Linked DNA regions of Mus musculus: region 2 is linked to region 1. Evidence: chromatin contacts called from public HiChIP or PLAC-seq data. All regions are on one chromosome and are shown on one strand. Each heading gives the region's core, a stretch centred on a gene start, on an enhancer-like site or on the middle of the called end of the contact. The rest is flanking DNA. Distances are from core to core; before and after follow the strand shown.

Evidence for each region. HiChIP or PLAC-seq counts read pairs in DNA pulled down with a chosen protein or histone mark.
Region 2: a FOXA1 HiChIP or PLAC-seq map of pancreatic cancer cells shows a contact between it and region 1. The contact joins the enhancer-like site here to the promoter of Klhdc8a in region 1. A contact is called at or near these places in 2 of 39 promoter capture datasets (liver and pre-B cells), 5 of 484 Hi-C or Micro-C datasets (the Ba/F3 cell line, the G1E-ER4 cell line, liver and 2 more) and 1 of 115 datasets of contacts at active chromatin or transcription factors (pancreatic cancer cells).

The regions. Positions count from the first base shown.
Region 1 is chr1:132,297,351-132,300,050 of GRCm38.p6, forward strand. It overlaps Klhdc8a (kelch domain containing 8A), which reads left to right and starts at 1,276. Exons shown (of 5, transcript NM_144810.5): 1 at 1,276-2,302. The coding sequence starts at 1,927. Gm51645 (a long non-coding RNA gene) reads left to right here. Exons shown (of 4, transcript XR_003947998.1): 4 at 1-31.
Region 2 is chr1:132,590,751-132,593,450 of GRCm38.p6, forward strand. Nfasc (neurofascin) reads right to left here. Exons shown (of 30, transcript NM_182716.4): 24 at 2,601-2,615. Among named protein-coding and RNA genes, the nearest start is that of Gm51646, 44 kb to the left of the region's middle. Within about 2 kb of position 1,416, at least 18 of the 459 cell types and tissues checked have an H3K27ac peak or open chromatin away from gene starts, as enhancers often do. A contact at or near this core is called in pancreatic cancer cells, where this site is marked.

The DNA of each region.
Region 1 (2,700 bases), core at 26-2,525:
GGCAGGTGGATTTCTGTGAGAGACCCTTCCTCAATAAATGGGAAGCTGGGGGGTGGGGTGGGGAGGAGAATTGGAGGCTATAGCAGGGAGATTGTGAGTTCCAGGCATACTGAGGAAAACAAAGAGGGGGTGAAGGGAGGGAGAGAGAGAGAGAGAGAGAGAGAGAGAGCTATTGATTCTTTCAACAATGATACTCCAGGAGTGAGCTCCATTCCCAGCCCCTTGTACAACGTGGCTGAAATGACAAGGCTTCAGACATGGGCTGTCAGGGGCTGGGGATCATAGAGTCCTCCTACCAGATATCAAAAGGTGACGTGGGAGCCCTGTAATGAAAATATACTCTGTTTATGGCATTGTCCTATAGCTTGGTGGGATTTTAATACTGGGAAAAACCGGATAAAGAATACTCCTTTCTTACAACCACATGTGACTCTATAGTTTATCACAAATAAAAGTTTAGTGCCTAGCGTGTGCACATCTCTGAGATCCATCCCCAACAGTGAGAGGAAATGCATACCAACATATAAGCACGTGAGTATGTGTATGTGTGTGTGTGTGTGCGCGCACACACACACACACACACACACACACTCACTCACAGACTCAGAGTAGAAACTGAAGCTAAGTTTTCCAGAGCAAACATTTGAACAGCAGTCTGTCAGGTTCCCGAGCTTGAGCCTTTCTGAATGGAAGGAAGCCAGAGAGGAGGACCCCGTGGGCTTGGGGAGACACTGCTAGGTGGTCCGGTATATCATGGGTACTTGAATTACTGGGTACTACAGTTCTGAAGGGTCTGTTGCTGGGTGGTTTGAGAGACCATCCACCCAGTCCTGCAGTTGCTGCTAAGGGCCGGGATTTGTTAATCAGGTTTGCACACTACAGATGCACAAGGGTTTGGAAGGTGAGGTCCTCCCAGCTTGTCTATTGGTGTGTTCAGCTGTGGTTTCCCTGTCTGTGACTTTATTTGAGGCTTTGTGGACGTCTCCACTTAGGAGGGAAAGAAGATTCTGTGTGAATTACATGCACACGAGTGAGAATTGTTAGATCGGCAGATCCCTGCCACATCTGTGCCTCCTAACTGGCTTCTGAGGTTAGACCATGTGAGCATACCTCCCCCCAAACAAAGCCAGCCTGTCACGAACTGGGTCTGTGTACTGTAGACAAACCGGGTAATTGGCCTCTCCGCCTCCTCACCCAAAACAAACACTCGCAAACGCCCGCCCCCACGCTGGCAGGATCTGCCTGTCATCTGGGCACCCGGCTCCTGCTCCGGCTGTCTCCGACCCTGTAGACACTGCAGGCCCTGCCCTCGCTCGCCCTGGTCGCCCGGGGCTGACGCACAGGCCACAGCCTCCGCCTCGGGGCGCGTGGGCTCCTGCCCAGGTGTGGAAGCTGCGGGGAGGCGGTGCGGGGAACCCGCGTCCTCCGGCCGGAGCTCGGCTTCTGGCGACCGCTCTCCTGCGCGGGTGACGGCGGCGTGCGGGCTGGGAAGGGCAGGGAGCGCTGTCCTCCGCTCCGCGGCTGCCAGGCGGACCGTGAAAGCTTCGCGCGGCTGTAGGCGCCGCCCGGGAGCTAGTGCTGGGCGAGCGCGGCGCCCACGCGCGGTGGGGTGGGCTCCGAGCTCCGGGGGACCGGGCGGGGGCGGGGCGCATCCTGCAAAGTTGACCAAGGGTGAGCTACCGCCGGCGCCCTGCTGCCCTAGATTCGCCAGGTTCTTTCCGCGGAGCCAGGCGTGGACGTCGCTGCCCCGCTGACACCCAAGGGACCCGGAGAAGCCAGCGGGCGTCGGCAGGGAGCCCGTGCAGCGCGAGATGGAGGCTGAGAGAGGGGACGCGCCGACCGGCGCCGTGTAGCCCGCGGGCCCCGGGGCTGGACCTTGCCCGGACGCTGTGGGGGCGCTCGAGCAGGGCCCTCCCCCGGGCTGCCATGGAAGTGCCCAATGTCAAGGACTTTCAGTGGAAGCGCCTTGCTCCACTGCCTAGCCGCCGGGTCTATTGCTCACTGCTGGAGACTGGGGGGCAGGTCTATGCCATCGGGGGATGTGATGACAATGGCGTCCCTATGGACTGCTTCGAGGTCTACTCCCCCGAGGCCGACCAGTGGACCTCCCTGCCCTCCCTGCCCACAGCCCGGGCCGGGGTAGCGATCACTGCCCTAGGAAAGCGGATTATGGTGATCGGGGGTGTGGGCACCAATCAACTGCCTGTGAAGGTCGTGGAAATGTACAACATCGATGAGGGCAAGTGGAAGAAGAGAAGCGTCTTGCGCGAGGCTGCCATGGGCATTTCTGTCACAGCCAAAGGCAAGTGGGGCCAGGGTTGAGGGTGGGCATTAGGGAAGAAAGTAAAGGGTCACGGGGGACACGGGTGTAAGGCAACATGATTTGGGTGGCCAATACACATTCCCTATAACATTCGAGCCTTACATTAAGCACTAAAACTAGAGACCCACTGCCCTTACTTTACAGATTGGAAAGGGACACTGAGCAGGTGAAATGTCTAGGAATTCCATCTGATGCCAGGAGTCAGCTCCAGCAAGCTGGGCAGGCCACTGCAGAGGGAGAGCCAAGGTGTGAGCCACGGGGTTATCTGCAATGACTCTGCAGACCCTGGCATTCAGCCGAATGACCACATTTGCCCTTGGCCGCCTGTCCCCTCCCCCAAACCTACCTGTGTAGGTCCCTGAGGATGCTCACCCCAT
Region 2 (2,700 bases), core at 166-2,665, 290 kb after region 1:
CAGCTGGTGAATCAGCATGCCCTCGACCCACTCATTGCTATGTCTGTTATTCCCAGGCTGGAGGGCCACAGGATACAGGGAGGGCAAAGCCAAGAGGAAAGGCACCACAGCTGGAGAGAGAATCAGCCAAAGCGTCTGACGGGCAGGCAGGAAGGGCATGAGCTTTTCACAAGGGAACTATGTATTGCTCAGGCCTGTCAGAGCATTTCAACCTGGGACTGAGTTAGGGAGAGGATGGAAGACTGATGAGCCCTGAAGAGGGGCTGGCATTAACAGAGGGGGTCACAGGTTAGGTAGATATATTCCTGGGTTAGAAGTTGTAGCCACACAGGAACTATGAGTGTGGGAAAAGCCCTGGCTGGTACTGATTGGCAATCAACAGCTGGCCAGCAACCTAGAGAGAGCCATGAATGTCCAGTACCAAAGATGGTTTAGGGAAGCCTAGATCTGGAAGCTGAGAGTCTGCCAATATAGGGAAGGCTAACCCTATAGACTGTCTTAGTCCCCAAGAAAGACACACAATTAAGGACTTGAGCGTTTGGGGGAGTATCGTGTAGAGATGGAGAGACGACACATCTTGTTCATTTTCACGTTGTCCTAAACCCGCCACAGAGCTTCTTCTATCAGCAACCCACCCAACCTTCACAGCTCTGAGCTGAGTCAAAGACAAGAACAGCTTCCAGGCATTCCAAGATGGAATGTTCGGTCCAAGATCGTCCACATGGCACGAAGACTACCCCAGCCAAGTCACAGACTGTTAGACAGATGGGTAGCAATCCTAGCAGACTGAAGATACAGGTGGATGAGAGGGATTATTTTCGCCGGGCGATAGAAGAACTGATCAATTTGGGGGGAAGTGACGAGGTTTGGTGAGGATGAGAAGGAAGAGGGTGGAGGGCTGGACACCACTCCCTTTGAATAGACCCAAGCTCTACTGGCCCCAGAAGGTGTTGTGCACGCAAAGCTGACAACATCTGATATAACTGGCATGTCTCAGTTACCCAAAAGTACAATCTGCCCTTCCCGTGTGTCATGTGGAAGTTGGTGCCTGGAAAACACACTTGATTGACAGCAAAGACCCAGGGCCCATCCTGCACAGCATGCTGAGTTTAGATCGTTTAAAATTGGAAGGAAGACATGGAGGGGGAGTTGGAATGACACGTCTCCTTGCAACTGCAGCTCACAGGAGGGCTGCACAGACTGCCCTCTGAACACGGCAGACTTCTTACTGCTGGATCCTCTACACTGGGTCTGGAGTGCCCAATGAGGAAGGAGACAGGAAAAATGCTTGACCAATGAATGAGCTTTGAGTGGACTCACCCCAAGTACCTGTTGTCTCCACTGGGGAAGAGACTCACACATGAGCCAGGAAGACAGGGTGACCCTCCCTCTAGCATGGCAAGAATTGTTTGCTCTGTGGTCCCCAGGCCTTGGACAACTTCTGTGACTCACATCCTGGAAGAGGGCTGGTGGGAGGAAGCACTGGCCTAGCTGGCTGGCCTGGTTACTGGGTAGGAGGCTGAGGTAGGGAAGACTGGTAGTTTCTTAATACTGGCGGATCTGGCTGGCAAAACATGAAACCATAAGGGGGTATGCAACAGAAGCAGAATCAATGTAGGAAGCAGTGGGCGGAAATAAACGGGTGTTGGTAGGAAGCAAACCAAGTGAGCTAGGAAATACAGAGCAAGCTCGGATTCCTGCCTGGTTCTTGATTCTCTCACCTAAAGGTGTGTCTTAACAAAACTTGTTTCTTTATGCAGGCTCTCGTGTACCCTGGAATGCCCTCATCTCCTAACTTGTGGGAAAATCCAAGCTCAGAGGACTAGGAAAGGAACCCAGGCAGCCCTTGCCTAGTTTCTCTGGCTTGAGGGCAGCCCTTGGTAGAGCTTTGATGGCCCTCAAACCAACAGCATGAAGACTGGAGGAGAAACTTGTTAGCAGGTTGGCTTTTGTCACAGACCCACCTGGCCAGCTCCTGACCCCAAAGGAGGGGGTCTGTCTCCATACCAAATACTGAGGAGCTGAGTTCCTGGAGTCAAGACCATCAATCCCTGACACACATTGAGGCTCCAGGCTCTGGAGCCCTGGTCTCACTCAGAGACGTGCTTGCTTATTCTCACTGAATGGAACATACGCTAGCTGGTGGAATGGCGCTGGGTCCCCCCATGCAGCATGCAAAGGCCAGCATGCAGTGTGTTCACCCTTTCAGGGGGATTGTGGTGTCACCAGGGCCAGGAACCAGCTGTTCCCTCTATAGCACACCTTCTAAGAGCATCTCTATGATCAGAGATGTCAGGTCCAGCAAGGCTCAGGTGGCCACAACAGGTTTTCTCTCAGCTTCAGAGGGTTCTACATGTGAGACCACTTCTGAGCCAGCCTCTTTCGTAAGGACAAGCATTATATGAAAGGAGAGAGCATGCTCACATCCTCTAGTCAATGCTCTCTAAACACCTTCCTTTCAAGTTTGGCTTCTCCACTGAAAGGGTGACCTGGAGCATGCTTTCAGCCCTCGCCACTTCCTCTTGCTGGGCTCTGGCCAGCATGGGCTCCATTTGCACTGCCCCGAGCCATGCCCATTACCTCTGTTGATGGTACAATACCTGCAGTTGGAGTAGCTTCAGACACAGCACCCAAGATGGCCAGAGAGAGAGGGAGAGAGGATGAGAGAGGGAAGAGAAAACAGCATAGGTGAGACCACAG